Regions from separate parts of the Anas platyrhynchos genome. Here region 2 is linked to region 1. Evidence: chromatin contacts called from public Hi-C data. All regions are on one chromosome and are shown on one strand. Each heading gives the region's core, a stretch centred on a gene start, on an enhancer-like site or on the middle of the called end of the contact. The rest is flanking DNA. Distances are from core to core; before and after follow the strand shown. Region 1 overlaps REPS2 (RALBP1 associated Eps domain containing 2). Region 2 holds the start of RBBP7 (RB binding protein 7, chromatin remodeling factor).

The links. A called contact is a pair of places that touch in the nucleus more often than the background predicts.
Region 2: a Hi-C map of F5 follicle shows a contact between it and region 1, with 4 times the contacts expected there. The contact joins the promoter of RBBP7 here to the enhancer-like site in region 1. A contact is called at or near these places in 4 of 8 Hi-C or Micro-C datasets (F1 follicle, F5 follicle, small yellow follicle and 1 more).

Annotation. Positions count from the first base shown.
Region 1 is chr1:127,926,956-127,932,199 of IASCAAS_PekinDuck_T2T, forward strand. It overlaps REPS2 (RALBP1 associated Eps domain containing 2), which reads right to left. Exons shown (of 19, transcript XR_005262566.2): 12 at 4,852-4,894; 13 at 2,182-2,318. Among named protein-coding and RNA genes, the nearest start is that of REPS2, 60 kb to the right of the region's middle. Within about 2 kb of position 1,511, at least 3 of the 8 cell types and tissues checked have an H3K27ac peak or open chromatin away from gene starts, as enhancers often do. A contact at or near this core is called in F1 follicle, F5 follicle and small yellow follicle, where this site is marked.
Region 2 is chr1:128,014,988-128,019,911 of IASCAAS_PekinDuck_T2T, forward strand. It overlaps RBBP7 (RB binding protein 7, chromatin remodeling factor), which reads left to right and starts at 2,363. Exons shown (of 12, transcript XM_027448019.3): 1 at 2,363-2,520; 2 at 2,616-2,760; 3 at 4,625-4,767. The coding sequence starts at 2,505.

The DNA.
Region 1 (5,244 bases), core at 261-2,760:
ATGACAAAGGTATCTGAATACACAAAATAAGACTGGAACTTCTCATGAAAACCAAGTCTAACAGAGAAAGAATGAAAAAAAGGGAGGTGGTGAAAATAAGATAAGTAGAAGAAAATAAAGCAACTGTATAAAGTCTTATTATCAATAGGATGTTACAGAATAACAAACGTTCGGGACTTAATGATGGAAAAGAGCATGCTCACGTTTCTTCATAGAATAAAGACCTTAAAATAGCATTTCCAATGCAGACATTTTTAACGAAACAAAATAAGGCAAGGTAAATGCACCACAGTACCTGGGGGTGCTGGGATGGCTTGATTAATTCCTCCTCTTTCTGATGATGCAGACTTTTACTGGAACCCTTATTAGTGGAAGGCTACAAATTGTTTAAGAAATTCTTCCTTAAATCCTCTAAGGCAACAAATTTCTCCTCATTCTTCCACAATGAGTATTCACATTTTTGATACAAAATAGAAGAGCTCCATTAGAAGAGACTGAAACAAGGCCACCCCAAACATTTAGTATTGCCACCAAGGCACATTCAAGAGCGCAGAAAATTGTAGGCCAAGACCCTGCAGGCAAAGAAGGAAGCTGAACTTCTGGAAGACTTTTCACATTTCTGCAATTTGGTAGCACACAATATTTCAGGTTTTGTCAACCTAGAGCCAATTCTCATTCCAGCTATAAATATCTATAATTTTGAACTGAGTATGATGAATAGTTTTAGGGTATCGAAAGTACTTTCTTTTCTTTTTTCCTGGTTCCCAAATGAGCAATTGCCTATCCCCTATTACTTGTCCCATTTCCAGTGATGAAGTCCTACAAAATGTATCGATAATTTATCCTTTCTCTGTCACTCATGTTTTATAACACTTTCAGTTTGTTAAGTTGCCCAGAAGAATTCACTTTACATCAAAGGTAATGGTGACTTTCAAGAAGATCCATTTCAAAGCAAGATGTTACTTTTCATTCACAGATTGATTTCTTAGAAAATTTACATTCTCCTTTCATTCGTGTTCCAAGAGAAACTTAAATCCAAGTTTATTTCTTTCCAGCTATGCTTTTTATCTGGATTCTGAGAATATTTGCTGCCTTAGGAAATGTGTACTTGGCTCCATTTGTTTTCTTTTTGATGTTAACAAAATCAAAATTGGGGGCAATAGATCCCTGCACAGGAACCACAGTCAAAGATTGAGAATTGCTTCTCTGTGTAAGGAAAAAACAAAATTTGTTTATTCCTAGTGAGTTTCAGGGTTCAGCACATACAACAGGACTCTTGAATTCTGCCTGGTGTTTGCACAAAAGAATGTCTTATATAGCAAGAGGTGAAACTCTTTCCTTTCAACTCCAACAACCACATAAGAGAACCCAGTTAAAACATTCCTTGACACAGTCAGACCTTGGCGTTCCTCTGAAGCATAAACATGACCATGTTTAACCTAGTCCTTGAATCAGATGATTGGTGTGTGCTGCATAAACCTCTGGCCTGGTTCAAGGACACTGGCAGAGCACAGCAACGCTGGGTGCCTGCTCTCCTGAACAAACAGCTCCTCTTTCCACCGCTCGCTGTGCAACACAAAAGCAAGGCTCCAACACTAAAGCACTGGAGAATGGTTTTCCTTCATTTCCCTCCAGCCAGTATTCTCTGTCTTTCTCTCCCCTCAACATGTACCCATGTCAAAAGAAATTTCCCTTTCTTTTTAGTCAAAGAATGGTTTCTGATTGCCCCCATGCATATGGAAGACTTTAACATCGAAAACGTTTGCGCACGACAAATTACACTTTCTCCCAGTTTAAACATTCAGGGTTTTCTTCCTGCTTCTGAACTACAAAAAAATAAATAGTAATAAAAATCAAATGTATTGTAGTTACTGATGAGAACTGTTTAAACAGCAAGACTAGTTATAAACAGTCAGTGATGACAGACTACCATATGTTAGGCTTCCTGTTATCGTGCCAGAAAACATTATAATCACCTTAATTATGGCAACAGAGCGATTTTTCCCCTCACTGGTGATGTAATGCAGTAAAGTGCAACTTCTTCTGTTCCACAGTATATTACTGTCTATAGCACAGACAAGCATATGCACATATTGTCAAGCATTCGTGCAAACAGATCAATTTGCCAAATACTCAACTAACCTAAATGGTCTCAAAAGAAGGAAAGAAAGCAAACTTTACCTTGTGTGTTTTGTTGAAATATTTTGTTCAGGTCCAAAGAGGAAGCTCTGGAATGTGATTTCTGTGGCCTTGGAGGTGGAGTGGGGGGCTCTTCTCCCTTTTTCATGGCATCTTCTATTGATGTGCTAGAATAAGACCTAAGGAGGAAAAGATTTAAAAGCAGAAAATATTTTATTTCAGAAATTCATCTTACACAACTACAGTGAACAGTATCTAAAAACACACTGACCAGAACTCAAGTTCATGGTGGAAATCCCTCGCCCTACTGACTTAAGTTCCCCTTATAACAAGGCAGATTTATTTGGCAACAGAGGGAACCATGCATCTTGGTAAATGGATGGGTCACACTGACTGCTAATATTTTTTAAGGCTTTTTTATACCACAGTTTCAGGCTCTTCTCGTGTATCTTTAACTGCCACTATGATAATTGCAGCAACTATTTTGAATAAATGCAGGTAAAAAATAATTTTCTTTACAGCTTCTTTTGCCTGCCTTTCACAACTGTGAGAGTAGTGTTTATAGAGGTATAGCTTCAACTTGCCTCTTGCAAGTACATATTTTGCAAACTGTGATATTCTAACTACCAGAGTAAATTTTTTCAGAGCAAACTGTCACCAAATTCCAAAAAATCCAGAAAAATGAGTGAATCCAAAGCAACCCATACTGTTCAAGTACGTATCTCAGTACACCTTTCTAGGCCGCTCCAGGTAAGTCCATATCATGCTAATCCCAGCACAGTGCATTTGCTAAGAACTCTGATTTTGCTGAATAGTGTCCAATATTTTTCAGTGGTTGCAGTTACCATTTTTTTCTGCACGACCGAGAGCTTTGTTCAAAATGAGCATTGACAACGTGAGATGTTATACTTACTGTAATACATTATGCATGACAGGCAAGACCAAAAACACATTCGAGGAGAACAGAAATAACTCCCACTAATGGGAAACGGATCTTTTCTTGCCAAGCAGGCTGTTGTTAGAACACAGCTATTTAGCGGGACAGACGTTTGGCAATGCTGATCCTGTATTTCTGATGTAAACTTTAATAAATACAGGAGTGAAAGCTGCAATTGCTTCAAAATTTACATGTGACACAAAAACCTCTGCTGATGCTGAATTTTTCGGTCTTGGTAGAGCTTTGAATTCCATGGCCATATCATTTAAGACCTAATCCAACCCCTCTGAAATAAATGGGAATGTTTTTTGTTGGTTTTGTTTGCCTGTTTTTTACTTTCTTATACTTTTATTTTCCATAATATGTGGTATATATTTTACTTGCCTTACAATTGTACAACCTAACAGCTTGAGATTTTTTTATTTTTTTTTAAAGAAAGAATAAGACAGCAGCTACTAGGTAAAAATATTCCTGCTGCAGCAGTGCCAACACATAGCCCTATGACAGTGAATCGCTGCTTACAACAGGCAGACCTGGGCACCTCAGAGTCAGCAGCTAAGAGTCTGCACAGCTCACACTAGAGAGCCAGCCTCCTGAGCTGGGAGCTCTAAGAGACTCGAATCGTAGCCTCTGGTGGTGAGGCATGCATGAAGACAGACAGCCCTGAGGCTGTAGAGCCCTCCAGGCTGTGCCAGGCTGAAGGTCTGGGTGCAAGGATGTGCCTAAGGAACTTTAGCCCCAACTTCTGCATTGACACGGTGAGATATAGTCACATGTGAGACAGTCATGTGTGACACAGTAGTCACATTCAAGTGACTTTTTCAAATGTTTAAACAATGCTTGCTATTTTATGCATTTTTTTGTTTAAATGCCTTTGTGTGTGTCTTACATAAAATATTTTTATGTATATTTTGCATATTTGCACTTCACGATTCAGTAATCATCAAGAGAATTTAAAACAGCGTGACAACAAAAAAAGCTTTGGCTAGGAGCAGAAAAATGACAGAAGGCAGTTCAGTCTTTCTGGATGTGGGTCCTAAGCACAGAGGATTTCCACCTTCATTCATTATGTGGATTGCTCATCCTCTCTTATTAGCAGCCCTTGACAAGCTTAGGAGAGAGCTCTTGCTATACTCTTATAGCCTAAGAAAAAGAAATTAAGCTCCCCTGACCAGCTCAAAAAAAAAAAAAAAGCTTTAAGGTGAATGAATGATAGGGCTGTACAACAGAAGAGACAAAAACAATACATAATATATACTTTATACATAATATAATACTTTTATACACAGTATTTCTTTGCACAGGTCTCCCTCTTCTTTAAAATACCCAAATTCAGCAGGTGCCATTTCCCTCAAACTGCAGCCGTGAGTCCATAAGCCTCCTCCACCACAACCAACCAGCCCCAGTCACGCACACCCCCACCAACGAAAGGATGCACTCACCCACACCTGAGAGCTGAGCTGCTGCTGCTGCAGCGGGAGCGTGAGGCATCTCCCTCCATACGCAGCCACTGCCCCGATTTCCACAGCAACACCACCCCGAGGAGGCAGCCGGGATGGGCAGGTGGGCAAAAATGCCAGTGCCTTGTGATCCAAGACCACAGGGTGCTAGGCAGTGCTCCTGGGGAGTCCAGAGTTTACAGATCCCGCCTGGTAAATCTCTCAGGTCTGAGTAGTACTTCCAGCACGGCACCAGTAAAACATCGCAACACTGGTTATCGCGTATAACATCAGAGGAATGTACGTCTTATCCCGAAACTGAAATGAAAGTGGTACCTGGATCTGGGTCTGGCTTTAAGTGCATTAGGTTCCTGAGGAGCTGAAAGAGAAAAGAAAGTATCACCTGCTAAAACAAATCATGCCAAATAAGAGCTGTGGGATCGGTGTTTATTAAAACTGGGAGTGTGGCAAATGTGGATGTGAGAGCTTGCTCACCCCACATGAGCAATGAGGATTTGTTTTCACTTCTCCTTCCCCTTTCTTTCTGTAGTGTGTAAATGCCCTAAGAATTCAAAAGCTCAAACATAGTCAAAACCTCACCGTCTACTTTGGTTAACACAAAGCAGGGAAAGCAATAAGTCTGATGCTGTTGTGACAAAGAAGTGCTGGCAAGCAACACAGAAATAGCATAAGCTGTCCGTAGAAAACACCTTTCTCCTGGTCCAGACA
Region 2 (4,924 bases), core at 1,113-3,612, 89 kb after region 1:
CACAGATACGACCGTGCTGATGAATTGCAAATAACCAGCTTGAGAGCTGGTGATGTGTACTCTTTGATAGCTGTATGGTTATAAACTGTCTTTCCCATGACAGTCCCAATGTGAGAAAAGCACTAGGATTTGGGTGTTGTGTGGGTTTAAATTAAAAGCAAATTTGGCTGTGTGCAAATATAATTGCTAACAAGGAAAAGAGAACTGCACAGGTCACTTTTGATATATAGGTGTGGCAGACTTCGTTCATCAAAACTAGCACTGCTCCTTGCACCCCATTAGAATCCAGCTTGATTTGCAGATCCTAAACAGAGTCTATAAAAATTGTGGAGGGTTGAGGAGCAATTCCTGTCTAAATCTATAGTTCAGCCAAGCCCAACATGACATCATTGAATCATTGAAAGACAATTTTGTTTACTGTTCCAAACACAAATCACATTTTTCCCACCACATTCCAGGTAAGCTGTGGCAGAAAGTACTGCTATCCACAGCAAAAGGCACAAACAGCATCCCACCCCACACTCATGTGGGGTTGATCCTTCAAGGGTCTCTGTAATCACACTTCAATGAGAGCTAACAGAGGTCACTCGCAGTCAGGAAACCCAACAGAGATTTCCTTTACCCTGTATCTGTGTTTTAAGTGATCAACACTCTGCAACAACACACAGCCTCTGAAAGGCTCAGTCTTCACTCTAACATTTTAGGAAGGCCTCAGCACTTTGTAGGATTAGACACATACTTGGCAGCAAATACCAAAACAACAAGTAAGCGTAGCCAAAGTCAAGCTGGTAACACATCTTGCATGATCAGGGCTCTGTGTCTGCACTAACACATTCACCCATGCACTCCTATCTAGCAGATTAGTTTACAGCTTCCAGTTAACAACATTCATGTTTTGAATATGCCATGCATGGCTTTAATTCCAGTTTGTGCAGGTATAAGAGGAAGACTAGTATATAGTTATTCAGCTTTTTCACTGGAATATTTCTCTTTTTTGACACCTGGGCCAAAAAGGCAGTGGTTCCTGCTGGGGAGGCGGCTGCCTGCCTACCTCTGACTTCTTCCCCAGTTCCCGTGCTGCAACCTTTGGCTGCTATTCCCAGCCTCGGTGCCCGCCGGCCTCTCCTATACACATTTCCCATAACTGGGATCCTTGCTGGAAGGACTGGAGCCCGGGCGGTGGGAGGCTCAGCCCACCAGGACTCTTTTCACAGCGGGAAATTAAAAAGCACTGCCTCTTGTTCGCCCTGTTCCCATTTCATTATTCTGCTGGAAGGTGTTATTATCTGCTCTGGTTAAGGGTGACACCTGCGGCAAGCACTGTTGATTCAAGCTGAATAGAAAGCAAGTTATTTAATTTATTTTTTTTTGGTTGGTAGCAGCCGAAACAAGAGAGGAGAGCAGAACGGCTGCGTGGGCACCGCGGCAAAACCACCATTCTGCCTTGTATGTGACAGCTTGGAAGAAGCCGTGTCCCCACAGCAGTCCGACAGCACTACTGCCCCCGTTTAAACACCAAAAGGACTTAAAACTTGAGTAACTGGAGTACCGCTGACTGAGGGACCACCACACCCCCGGCCCCGCCACACGGCCCTGACGCTCCCGCCCGCCCGGTGGCACCGCGGCGCCCCCTGCCGCCCGCGGCCCCGCACGGCAGCCTGCAGCCGGCTCCGTGCCCCAAAGGCTTGCTCTTGATAAAATCCTCTTTTAAACTGATGTTAAATATATATATATATATATATATATATATATATATATATATATATATAAATTCTAAGCCGTTAGGATATGTAATTGTTGGAAATCGGTTTTCACATTTTTCGGTGAGGAGAAGGAGCGCGTTTGTTTTCATTCTCCTCTCGTCGACAGCACTGCCCCTCCTTCCCGAATTTACCCGGGGTCCTGCTCATAAAAACTTATAAATGTGCCAATAAATAACAGCACCGCTCCTCTCCACCCCCAGCGCCAATGCCCTGCGTGCACGGGCTGCTGCCACACGGGGAGGAGAGCTCAGAGGGGGCCACAGCGTGGCAGCATGCTCGCTCCTCTCCCAAATCTGGCACTTTCAGGGGTGTTGAATTATTATTGTTATTTTAATATTCCCCCGCCCCGCGAGGAATTTGAGCGCAAGTCACATTTGGGTCACAGGCATTTGAGACACATTCATCATCACCACCATCGATTAGATAGATAGATAGATAGATAGATAGATAGATAGATAGATAGATAGATAACGAATAAATAAATAAAGTCCTCAGCCGGTGGACCTGTTTTTATTCACGTAAAGCCCCCGCAGTTTTTATTTCCAGCCCCACCTCCCCTCAGCCCTCCCTCCCCTCACAGCGCCGCGGGCGCCATTGGCTGAGGTGCCCGGGCGGTGGCGGCGGCCGCGCATGCGCGGGGCGGCAGCGGGCGGGCGGCGGCGGGAGCCGCGCGCGCTCCTCCGTTTCTCCCCCCTCCCCCCCAACCGCTCCCCGGGAGACCGTTAACGGCCGCCCCCCAACATGGCGGGCAAGGAAGGTAGGCTGAGGAGATTTGGGGGTTGGGAGGGAGTGTGGGGGGGAGGTTGGTGTCCCCCCGCTCAGCCCCTGGCTCCTCTCCCCCCCTCATGGCAGCGCTGGAGGACACGGTGGAGGAGCGCGTCATCAGCGAGGAGTACAGGATCTGGAAGAAGAACACGCCGTTCCTCTACGACCTGGTGATGACACACGCGCTCGAGTGGCCCAGCCTCACCGTGCAGTGGCTGCCCGACGTCACCAGGTGAGGGGACGGCGGGATGAGACCCCCCCCAGCACACACACACACACGCACATAAGGCACCCGGCTCTGGGGTTGTTTGACCTGCCCGCCCGAGGGTAAAATCGACGGAGGTTTGGTAAAAAAAACAGCCGTCGCTTGCTTGTTTTGGACTGTCGTGGTTTATTGTGCTTGCAGCGGTCAAAACCCTTTGGGTATGCGGAAGCTTTGAGGAAAAAAAGTCATAATTCGGTACCCTAGGGAATGGTAGCTCAGCTAAATAAAAGATGTCATGAGGTGTGAGGGGATAAATCTTTGCCACTTCACAGATAGGAGACACAACAGTCTTATATTGCAAATTCCCAGAAAACTAAGAAACAAACTCAACTTCTTGAAGATTTTTCTTAATTTACGCTACAAATTATTCTGTAGAAGCCGTATCATCTCTCTGTTTTCTTGTTTGTTTTCTTGCTGTTCCTAGTTTGAGATTATTTAAGGGGTTATTGTTCTCATAAGGCTGATGTTTGTGCCTGGCTTGCTGTTGACTTCTGGTGCTTTCCCATTTTTCCACCTCCCTCTGAAAGTTGTATGCTTGCCAGTTAATTTCTTAAAGAGTTTTGGAGATGAACATAGATTCTGTTCATGCATCAGCTACTAGAGAGGTTCAGCTGTCAGAGTACCCACTCAGCTATTGTAATCTGGATACAGTCAAGTTTTCAATTATCTTACATGTAAAGTTCATGGGATAATTGGAGGATGGTCACTTCCCACTCTGAAATTCCACCTTACATAAATGATATTTTGCTTAGTGGCTAGATAACCAGTTTTGCATACCAGGATGTCTGGGGGAAGATGTTAAGAGATGTGAGCTAACTAATCATGGCATGGAGAAAATGGAGTGGGGATTTGAGGGTGTGGAGCCCTTATGAGGAACACTTCTGCTTGCCTCGTGTTTTGCAGATTGACTTAATGTTCAGTTTAAAACCTGGTATTTCCAATTACCCAGTGTCAAAATATGTAAGCCATTTAAGGCAAGGACTGTCTCTTTGTATGGCACCTGACATGATGGGACACCTGTTCCTGATGCAAGTAAGTGTGCGTGCATTCTGTGTGCATTTCCTTTTTGCTGTCAAAATGTATGTATTGTATTACACTGCCTTGGAAGCAGTGTTAACAATACCTACGGTGGTTTATGGTTGCTTAAATGACTCCTGCTTGCTTGGATTCAGACAGCCTAATTGTTTTTTTTTTTTTTGCTTTCAAAAATGCAGAAGCTGCTTGTTCTTGACTGTTCAATTCTTTCCTTTAGGAAACAAATGTCACTGCCCCTCCAGCCTTTTGCTGGTTACCAAATACTGCATTTAACCGCCAGAAGAGGAGTTTGATCTGGTTAGACAGGTTTAGTTTAAAAACAAGAATCTGAAAGCTCTAATAAAATAGTAACCAGTAAAAGCTCATAAAAGAAGTAACTAAAATATGTTGCCACTTTCCTCAGTTTGTGTGTTTTATAGAACATAGCATCAATAGCTTTCTAAATCAGTACCGTGCAATTGCTGGGAGAATTGAAGATACAAATACGTGTTAGTATCACCATGTAGCTACTGTGCAAATTTCAGTTGTCCCATTTGAGTAACAACGGCAGTTCTTACTGATTTGTATCATCACGCTGGGCTAGCTGGCTGTCTCACTGGATTGCCTGTGTCAGTCTAGCTCACTCTACTGCACAAGTCTCTTGTGACAAAATAATCTCTTCTGCAAGTCTCTTTTTTTTTTTTTTTTTTTTTTAGCTCCCCAAAGAAGTTTGGATCTTGAGTTCTATTGATGCTAGCTCTCTAGATTCCAGAACTAAGCATGTGATTTTATTCCATGAATTAATTATTCCAAACAGGCCAGAAGGAAAGGATTACGCGCTGCACTGGCTGGTTTTGGGAACACACACCTCTGATGAACAGAACCACCTGGTTGTTGCAAGAGTCCAGATTCCCAACGATGATCAGTTTGATGCTTCTCAACATGACAGTGAGAAAGGAGGTGGGCAGAGCATGAGTTCTTAAATTATACTTTAGCAATAATAGCACTAATAAGTGTCCTGTCAAAGGGTATTCTAACTTCCTGTTAAATACTAAAGCTGGTGAATCCTTACCAGTTCAAACTAATTCTAGATCATTAGCAGCAAACAAATTCTTCC